2 separate regions of the Bos taurus genome follow, and region 2 is linked to region 1. The links are chromatin contacts, called in public Hi-C maps. All regions are on one chromosome and are shown on one strand. The core of a region is the stretch at or near the end of the contact, and the rest is flanking DNA. Distances in the headings are between cores, read along the strand shown. Region 1 has its middle 36 kb from the start of CFAP418. Region 2 overlaps NDUFAF6 (NADH:ubiquinone oxidoreductase complex assembly factor 6).

What was found. A called contact is a pair of places that touch in the nucleus more often than the background predicts.
Region 2: a Hi-C map of an unstated tissue shows a contact between it and region 1, with 2.8 times the contacts expected there. A contact is called at or near these places in 2 of 11 Hi-C or Micro-C datasets (skeletal muscle and an unstated tissue).

What each region holds. Positions count from the first base shown.
Region 1 is chr14:69,088,156-69,093,608 of ARS-UCD2.0, reverse strand. No RefSeq gene overlaps it. Among named protein-coding and RNA genes, the nearest start is that of CFAP418, 36 kb to the right of the region's middle.
Region 2 is chr14:69,279,481-69,284,933 of ARS-UCD2.0, reverse strand. It overlaps NDUFAF6 (NADH:ubiquinone oxidoreductase complex assembly factor 6), which reads left to right. Exons shown (of 9, transcript NM_001105389.1): 3 at 1,411-1,533. Among named protein-coding and RNA genes, the nearest start is that of NDUFAF6, 19 kb to the left of the region's middle.

The DNA of each region.
Region 1 (5,453 bases), core at 1,434-3,933:
ATTAGTTTGTTCTACCCTTGGAACCAAAGTAGAGTCTCTTTCTTCAAAACCACAGAGATCCTCAATAGAAACTATTGTTTTAGGGGAAGAGAAGTAGGGGACAAACACCAAAGAAACAACTATTGAATGACCATCAGTCCTGCTTACATCAACCTGTTCTGCCTTCTGTTTCCTTTGCTTCTGAACTCTAATATTTTTTCCCTTTAATAAACTCTGGCTTCTTTATATCATTTATATAACTCAGTGGCCAATTCAGCATCCTAAATTTCTGGATGCATCAGTATTTCTGCCCACAGAGTGAGGGAATTAACTGTATATCCAGGTTATGCCCACATGCGTTTGTATATGTATAAACACAGCCAACTTGTAACCAAGTGATAAAACCAAGTGATTAAAATAAAAAAAAAAAAAAAAAAAAAAAAAAAAAAAAAAAAAATACCATCATGAGAAATAAAGACCAGACATAGTTCCTGCTTTCCAGAAGTTTATACATTTGAAACTATTAGAAAATAATACATATACATGTGTCCCCTCCCTTTTGGATCTCCTTCCCCTTCGGGAGTTCCCTGTGCTACACAGTCTGTTCTCATTAGTTCTCATTAGTTGCCTGTTTCCTACATAGCATCAGTACTGTATATGTATATGTATATGTATATGTGTCAAGCCCAGTCTCCCAATTCCTCCCATCCACTCCCTTCCTCCTTGGTATCTATATATTTGTTCTCTACGTCTGTGTCTTTTTCTGCTTTGCCAATATATGTCATTAAGTTCTGTGATGATTACATGGCTTGGGCTTTTGTGATCAGTAATTTGTTCTATGTAATAATTAAAACAATATCAGTATTTCTGTGGCTTTCCTTTGAGGCTTCATTTTCTCCCTGGGAGTCACAGTGTATGGAGGGGGACCAGGCTCATCCTCCTGGAGGCCCCCTGGGTGATGGGCTCATGGTTGCCCAGGCAGCCAACAGGGAACTGGAACAGCAGCTGAAGGGCTGACTCAGCTGTCTTCTGGCATCCTGAGCACAGGGCTCTGCCCTCCATCTCTGCTCCAGGCCTAAATGAGTATAGGCTTTGAAGTTAACCAAATTTGGGTCAAAATCTCAATTTAACATTCAGCTGAAGTGGGTAATTTTCTGGAGAAAAATAATTATTAAATTTAATGCAAAAAGTAATAAAAATGTGTATGAACCACTATTTTAGCCTATTCTGTATACTTTCCTGTATATTTGAAATATTTCATCATTAAATATATTTTAAAATGCTAATAATGATAAACAAATACACAGTCTTCATCCCATTCCTTTAGGGAAGATACTAGTCACTCTCATCCATAGTTCACACCACTACATAAATTGATGCAATCTTGTGAAAGGGTAATTTGAGAGTATCATCAAAATTTAAAATGTGCTAATTTGATCAAGCAATCGTTTTTTTTTTTTTTTTTTCCTTAAAGCCACCACCATTTAATCTCACAATTTTATGGACCATGAATTCAGACAGGGCTTGCCTAGGCAAATTATTTGTTCCACATCAACTGTGGTCATTTGCTAGTATTTAGATGGCAGAGGGGCTTATTAGGATGGTTTAAGATAACTTTCGGAGAAGGCAATGGCACCCCACTCCGGTACTCTTGCCTGGAAAATCCATGGACGGAGGAGCCTGGTACGCTGCAGTCCATGGGGTTGCTAAGAGTTGAACACGACTGAGCGACTTCACTTTCACTTTTTACTTTCATGCACTGGAGAAGGAAATGGCAACCCACTCCAGTGTTCTTGCCTGGAGAATCCCAGGGATGGGGGAGCCTGTTGGGCTGCCGACTGAAGTGACTTAGCAGCAGCAGCAGCAGCAGCAAGATAACTTTACGGAGTAGGAAAGGCTTGGCTCCACCGGCGTCATCAACCAGAAGGTCTATACAGGGTCTCTTCGGCATATGGATAGATCTTAGATTAGCTGGACTTTTATTTGATGGACTATTTACATGACCTGGCTGCTCAAACTACAGTCCATAGACCAGCACTACAGGTATCACCCGAAAGCTCCTTAGAGATGCAGAATCTGACTAGAATTTCCATTTTTAATAATCTGTAGGAAATATTACGTACTAATGAGTGTACAGATATCTCTACAAAGGTATTACCTGAAGCACTGTCTTTAACAGAAAAATTATGAAACAGAAATCTCCATAAACAGAAAAATAGTTAAATCTTAGAACATCCATAACCATGGAATATCACAGAGCCATTATAAAGGAGATAAATCTATGCATACTGGTCTGGAAAGATATCTATGATATACTCTTTGGTTAAGCTCCCTCCTCTCAAAGACTCAAACAAATAGCAGGGTAATTAATACATCTATGTATCAGTACTCCATTTTTGTTAAGAAAAAAAGTCAGGAAATATCTCTAGCACCCATCCATCCAAAAGTTCAGAAGGATGGACATCAAATGAACAATATTTACCTTTGGGGGTAGTGGAGAGATTTTTGCATTTTTATATGTTGTATGTTGATGCACAAAAAAAGTGAGTGTATAAAATAATTGTTTATTTTGTTTTGCTTTCTGTATATTTAAATGAAAAAAAAAAAAAAGCCTTAAAATAAAACCAAATCACTGTATTCTGGGAACATCTGTGCTGAACAATCAGGCTTAAAGGTCATGAAGATAAGGTTTCCTGGTCTCAGAAGTCCCGTCAGCACAAACTGGCTCACCCTTGCAATTTCCTCCATCGCCTCTGCCAAGTCCGTCACCTTGCTTTCCCATCTTTTTGTTGTGAGGAGTCACTTCATTGCTCCTCTTTAACTTTAGGTCCAATTATATTCCTTGAAGTGCTCGAGGAGTTGAATTTTGAAGTGAATCAGTTAAAGTGTTCCACTTTCCAGGTGGGTTCACAAGCTCAGATGACAAGTGCTTCCGGGTATGAAGGGCTGTGAAACTTCCTGGGTGAGACTGCTCTGCTGCTTGGTGCCTGGCCTTTTCTCCTAAGAACAAGGCAGGTGGTTTAGACTAGGGAGGGTTTCTATTCTCAGCCAGAGAAAAAACATTTAGCTCCACCACTACAAGGTATCTTTAAACACAGAAGGTGGATTTTGATCAAAAACTGAAATGCCTGATATTTAGGAATGCTCTTCTGGGTGCTTTTCCAGAGACCAAAGTCCAAGAAAAAAAATGAGATCCAGTCCTCAGTGCAGGTCTGCCCCCTATGGGCTAGATTCTCAATTTATTAGGGTCACTAAGTCAGCCTAAGAATTTTCCACAGCTTGTTGTGATCCACACAGTCAAAGGCTTTAGTCAATGAAGCAGATGCTTGTCTGGAATTCTCTTGCTTTTTCTATGATCCAACCGATGTTGGCAATTTGATTTCCAGTTCCTCTGCCTTTTCTAAATTCAGCTTGTACTGGTTCAATTTTTGGTTTCCCAAAATTGGGAAAGGAGTTCGTCAAGGTTGTATATTGTCTCCCTGTTTATTTAACTAATATACAGAGTACATCATATGAAATGTCGGGCTGGAATCAAGATTTACGGGAGAAATATCAATAACCTCAGACCTGCAGATGATACCACAGTAATGGCAGAAAGTGAAGACGAACTAAAGAGATTCTTGATGAAAGTGAAAGAGGAGAGTGAAAAGCTGGCTTAAAACTCAACATTCAAAAAACAAATATCATGACATCCGGTCCTATCACTTCATGGCAAATAGATGGGGAAACAATGGGAATAGTGACAGACTTTATCTTCTCTCCAAAATCACTGTGGATGGTGACTGCAGCCATGAAATTAAGATGCTTGTTCTTTGGAAGAAAAACTATGACAAACCTAGACAGCATATTAAAAAGCAGAGACATCACTTTGCAGGCAAAGGTGTATATAGTTAAAGTTATGGTTTTTCCAGTAGTCATGTACAGATGTGAGAGTTGGATCATAAAGAAGGCGGAATGCTAAAGAATTGACACTTTCAAACTATGGTGCTGGAGAAGACTCTTGAGAGTCCCTTGGACAGCAAGGATATCAAACCAGTCAATCCTAAAGGAAGTCAATCCTGAATATTCACTGGAAGGACTGATGCTAAAGCTGAAGGTGCAATACTTTGGCCACCTGATGCAAAGAGCTGACTCACTGTAAGAGACCCTGATGCTGGGAAAGATTGAGGGCAGGAGGAGAAGGGGACGACAGAGGATGAGATGCCTGGATGGCATTACTGACTCAATGTACATGAATTTGAGCAAACTCAAGAGATGGTGATGAACAGGGAAGCCTGGCGTGCTGCAGTCCACAGGGTCACAAAGAGTTGGACACAACTGAGTGACTGAACAACAACAAAGCGATGTTTAGTTTCTAAGTCGTGTCTGACTCCTTTGAGACCCCATGGACTGTAGCCCACCAGGTTCCTCTGTCCATGTGATTTCACAGGCAAGAATACTGGAGTGGGTTGCTATTTACTTTTCCAGGGGACCTTCCCCACCCAGGGATGGAACCTGTGTCCCTGGAATTGGCAGGTGGATTCTTTACTATCGAGCCACTGGGGAATCCCTACTCAGAAGATGGGTCTTTTAAAATCCCCCAAGTTCCTGGAATAAAAATTGCCCCTTTCTTGTCCACTGTGATGAGCTGTAGCCATGTGAAGGTTTCTTCAGGACTTCCTTCCTTTGCTGGTCCAGGTCTTGGGGATGGCTGGTGCTGGGCTCAGATTGTGGGTTGATGACTGGACAGCTGACCCGAAGTTGCAGCAGGAATTTTAGACTATGAAAGGGGAAGTTTAACCGAGTGTTTTCCTTTCTCCCTCCTGGGGAGCAGGGCGTGTTTCTAGCACAAGTACCAACACATGGGTTAGCAGTTTCCATTTTCATCACGTTAGAATCAATGAGGAGCAAACGGGGGGATGTCCAGCGGTGGGGAAATTTCACGCGGTGGGGAAATCATCGCCTTGCACCACCTCTGCCTGTAGATGTCCACACTTGGATGTCTGGTATTGGCCAGAAGGCAATGGCACCCCACGCCGGTACTCTTGCCTGGAAAATCCCATGGACGGAAGAGCCTGGTGGGCTGCAGTCCATGGGGTTGCTAAGAGTCAGACACGACTAAGCGACTTCACTTTCACTTTTCAGTTTCATGCATTGGAGAAGGAAATGGCAACCCACTCCAGTGTTCTTGCCTGGAGAATCCCAGGGTCAGTGGAGCCCGGTGGGCTGCCGTCTATGGGGTCGCACAGAGTTGGACACGACTGAAGCGACTTAGCAGCAGTAGCAGCAGAGTCCAAGACACGTAACGTAAAAGACCCGTTATCACGATTCCTTAGGAAGTGACCCATGTGCTACCAACTCAACTCCTGACTGAAAACTGGCACCTCTCTTACCACAAACCTGGCACGGTGCAGGAGGGCACTTTAGGTGAAAAGCGCCTGTGCTTTGATGCTCCCTTTACATGGGTTGCTTCGGGTCTCCTGCTATAAGGCAAG
Region 2 (5,453 bases), core at 2,139-4,638, 190 kb before region 1:
GGTAGGTAGGTAGGTTTAGTTGCTCAGTCATGTCCGACTCGTTGCGACCCCATGGACTGTAGCCCACCACGCTCATATCAAATCATGTTGTATACTTAAAGCAATGAAACTGTTATGTGTCAATTATAGCTCAGTTAGAAAAAATTTTCCTCCTAGATTTAGCATGCATTGATGATTCTTGCCAGAACTTAACAAGGCCATTCTTAATCAATAGTAAGTTAGGGAGAGAGTCTAGCAGTCTTTTAAAAAGTTAGTGAATGAACGAGTGAGTTTATTTAAATGTACCACAGTAAAATTCACTTTTTGTGGTATATAGACCTATAGGTTTTGAAAACTGCTTCAAGTCCTGTAGGTACCATCAGAGTCGTGATACAGAACAGTTCCATCAGCCTGAAAGATTCCCGTATGTGTCCCTTTGCAGTCAGCCCCTGCCCTCTCCACAGTCTTCTCCATGTGCGTGAGATAAGCTTCTACCTTTTTGAGCCATAATTTCTGTATTTGTAGAATGAATGTGTTGATAAGGACCCTGTGAGTTTGTTCTGATGATTGTGATCAGGTAACATCATGGTACCTACACAGGGCCTGGAACTTGTAGACATTTGATAAACAATATTTCCTTCTCTGCTTCCTCTGAAAAGCCTCTGGTTCTATTTACTAGGTTTATCGTCAGAGTTAAAAAATATTTTTGCTATCACTAACCAAGTGAGGATTGTTTTTCTTCCCTTCCACTTATTTTTTTAAAACTCCACTGGAAAATTTCAATCATATATAGAATGCAGTATGTCCATGTACAGAGAGAGAAATATAATGAACCCTCATGTACCCCGTCACCCACCTCCAGCTGTTACCTTCTCAAGGCCAATCTTGTTTTTCATCTTTACTCCTCAGCCACATCAGGTTATTTTGAAGTTAAGTTTCAGATGAATTTTTCCACCTGCAGATATTTCAATTTGCATCTCTAAAAGAATTCACTTAAAAAAAATAACACTACTATTATTATATATTAAAAATTTTAAATAATTCCTTAATATCATTAAACATCTGGTGTTCAAATTTTCCTAGTTGTCTCTCTCTTTAAATCCGGATTCAAATAGGTCTATATGTGACTGGTTGATCTTTCTTAAATTTTTTTAAAACAAAATGTCCCCCCTCCTTTGTTTTTCCTTATAACTTTTTTAGAAGAATTGCTGGTATTTTTGAATGCAGACCTTGAGGATATTTTTGAATAAGCACCAAGTAATCTTTGGCTTTTACTTAGGTAACTCATAATGGTGACAATTTAACCGATATATAACTTCAAGGAAAAATTAAATGCAGAGAAGACTGAATTACGTGATTTTATGGTTATAAATAGTGATTTCTGAGACTCTGAGTAGTGCAGTTGTTAATGTTTTTAAACCCTGTTTATAGATTAAGGACTCTGTCTCTGAGAAAACAATTGGACTGATGCGAATGCAGTTTTGGAAGAAAACTGTGGATGATATATACAGTGACAATCCACCACATCAGCCTGTGGCCATTGAACTGTGGAAGGTAAAACAGAAACAGCTACTTTTCACTTGTAAGAATGTTGTTTAAGCATACTTTTTGTTACATACAAGTTGGATAGTGGCAATGGGGAATCTATCCTGAAAATATTCTTGGGCTCACGTAACGTTCAGATATATATTAGTTTTGACAGAATTTAAAATCATTAACAAGTAATTTACACACATCTTTAGTGTGTTTATTAAAAGAAGAAAGTCAGATATATATTAGTTTTGACAGAATTTAAAATCATTAACAAGTAATTTACACACATCTTTAGTGTGTTTATTAAAAGAAGAAAGAGGAATTTGGTCTGTTTATGTTATAAATTATTTTCCACATGTTTGGTTGCAGAATTTAAGCCCTACAAATTTTGAAACAATGACATTTTAAATTTTCTATTCTATCTGCCAAGTAGCTCCTTATTCCAGTGCTGTAGTTCATACGCTGGACTGTAGAAAATGATGCATTGATCTTTTGTGCTCTTATCATTCCTAAAGCTGCCTTGTCTAGTTTCATAGAATTGCCTCTTTGTTGATGAAGTTTAGGTATCTGAGAATGGAAGCCTATGGGCGAGGTTGTTATTTGTACACTAAGATGTATTTGGTAGTTTTACATTAAAGCTCTATGGATTCCTCATTCACAACTAGCCTTACACAGTTTAAAAATACATTGAACTAGCAGCAGAGAACAGGGTTTAGGCTCCTTTTGTCATTGATCTGTGTCCCTGTTGTCACATCGTAAGTGCCAGAAGACAGCGTCTGTCCCAGGAGCCTCTGACAGACCTGAGTGGTACACTCCTTCTCAGGTCTGTGCCCCAGCAGAGGCAGGCCCCTTTTCTTGGCCCCAGATTGACTTCACAGAACCTCAGTAATTGGAGAACCAGGCCCCTCCATCAGGGACTGGGAAGGAAAAGTGGATGGGAAGCTCTTTAGTATCGGATTAGCTGTTTCCCTTTAGTCATCCCACTTCAAGAACTTCATCCTGGCTGACTCAGTTTAAAGGAAAGTTTCTCCAAAATCCAGAAACTACTTATTTTATATACAAACCTGACTGCGTTAGAAGTTTATGCTAAGACTTGTATTGAAGATTCTGGCCTTTGTCAGGAAATAACTTGAAAGATCAGAGATTTATTTAACATAAATTTATCTTGTCTTAGCTTCATTTAAATGCCAGAAGACATATCTGATTTACAGAATGTTTACATGTATGACAATTTGTCCAGTTTTAAAAGCTGCTTAAATTTTGATGATTAATGTTGGCCAGCTCTCTGATATGACAGGTATTGCAGATTAACATGAACATTTGAAAGAAGCAGGTAGTGTTCAGAGCGGTTGTCCTGATTGTGTGTTTTTTACTTCTTCCCATTCTTCTGGAGCACATACTTATTGCGCCACTGTCCAGTCAGACTTTCCACTGATTGCTTAAAGAGCTTCAGGTTCTTCAGAAGATTAAATAGGGGAACAGAGAGTACATTCCTGCTGCGCTGTTTCATTGGTGCTTTTAGAGCACAGAATAGATGAATTCCTATAATTTCTAATAATTATAGCCATGATTTTTATTCCATTTGGCTTCTATTTGCAAAGTTTTGATACCTTTATTTAACAGGTTTTCAGCTTCTTATGTGTTTTTTTATCTTGATCTCTGATGTCCTTCAGAATCAGACAGAACTCTGTTTTGTGGTCAAGGAACTGCAGCTGTTACAGCGTCAGACTTGAGTAAATAGGAGTCTGACTTTTCAGTGGTTTAGTATCTGCTGAGTACTTTTATGTGCCAGGAATGGTGCTTGATGGTGTGGTTACAAAGATCAAACAAGCCCTGCCCTTCTCAGACATGTACAAAACAAAATGAGAGCAAGACTGAAGTGACTGAGGTATCCCAGGCTGATTCTTGGAACTGGGGGGAGAGGCCTGTGGGAGTGCTGCTGTGTAATTGTAGCAATGCTGAGAGCACTTCCAGACCAGCTCTTTGCAGCCCTCATAGCTTCTGCTGCTTTCCTGTCGGGCAAGGTGGGCTCCATTCTGCACACTTCCATCCTTTGCCACTTGCATGTGTGTTGATGAGCCTGCCAGCCTTTACATTAGTATCAGTGACATCTTAGAGTCTCAGTTGAAGTGTGGGATATCCTGGAGACTTTATGTTTCACTACTGTATTTCTTGTGAAAATATATTATACTTAGTGTTGACTTGGCACAAAAGCAGTGTTTACCTTATTTGGAAATAGCTTCAAAATTTTAGGAAGGTTACAAAAGTAAAAATCTTGTAAGAACACTTCTATGTCGTTCACTCACATTTACCTGTTGTTAACATTTTATCCTATTTGTTAATCATTTGTGTGTGCTCACTCGTGTGTGTGTGTGCTCTGGCATGATCTCTGTATATTTTCACACATAATTTTTTTAATTTTTTTAAATCATTTGAGTATAAGTTGCATACGTCATGTCCCTTTATTTCTCAATACTTTAGTATTTCCTAAGAATACAGATATTCTCTTATTTAACCAGAATAGTTACTGACTTTAGTAAATTTAACTTTGAAATAACTTTCATCTGATTTTCCAGTCATATTCCAATTTTGTCAGTTGACCTAATGATATACATTAATGTATTTTTCCCCTCCATTGTAGGATCCAGTCAGGTATTTTTCAGTCATATCTGTTTAGCCTACTTTAATCTGGAACATTTCCATAGTTTTTCTTTGTCTTCTATGACATTGACATGTTTGAAGTGTATAACATCTTTTTTTTTTGTAGTAGAACATTCCTCATTTTGGATTTGTCTAATATTTTATCCTGCTTAGATGGTTCAGGTTATGCGCTCTTGGCCAGAATACTGCATCAGTGATGTATTCTTGGAGTGTCACATCTGGAGACACATTCTGTCCATCCGTCCTTTATTGCATTGTTCATTTTCATTAACATTCAAGATGTTGTCCGGTTCTCCCAATGTGTAGTCTACTGTATAATTAGAATTTCCCTTGCAACTAATCAACTTTAAGACAATGCAAATATCCTACTCCTCATCAGTTTCCTGTGAAACGTAACATTCACTGATGGTTCTTATCCAGTCTTTACTATTATGATTACAGAGTGATAATGTCCCAACTCTAATGCTCTGTTCACATTTACCACTTGGCATGCTACTGTAAGCAACTGCTCTCACTCTCCTATATTATTTATTTGTTTATTAATTATTGGTATAAACTGCATTTTTGTCTAGTACTTTATAAATCATTGCTTGCATGCATGCTTATTCGCTTAGTTGTGTCCAACTCTTTCAGACCCTATGGACTGTGGCCCACCAAGTTCCTCTGTCTATAGTATTTCCCAAGCAAGAATACTGGAGTGGGTTGCCATTTCCTCTTCCAAGGGATCTTCCCAACCCAGGGAATGAACCCTTGTCTCTTATGTCTCCTACACTGGCAGGCAGATTATACCTCATTACTGTACTTAATTATTTGGTATTCATATAGTCCCATATTTGGACAATGAGAGTCCCTTCAGACTGGCTCCTGTGTCCTAACATGCCTCCTATCTTTGTTTTTTTTTTTTTGCACTTTCTATTTTCTGGCACAATAAAATGGTTCAGGATCCTCTCGAATCTCCCTTTTTCCAGCTCTGGAATCCCCTTTTTTAGAGTCTGTTTCCTTTGATGGAAATGGTTCGAGACCAAGATCTAAGCACTAAGTGTGCTCTTTCTTAACGGAGTGTCTTTACTTGTAAGATAACACTGTACCCTGCAGATTGTTTTCTTTGGAGCTGTATTAGCCTTTTCTTTTTTATAAAGTGGTTATTTTCATTAAATAGGGTCTTCATTTTATGGAAAGAAGTTTGTAATAAGCATGGAAGTCGAGGCATACTGCATAGAGAAGCTTGCTCTGCTTAATTCTTGTGTTTTTGTTTGTTTTGAAAGTGGATTCACTAATTA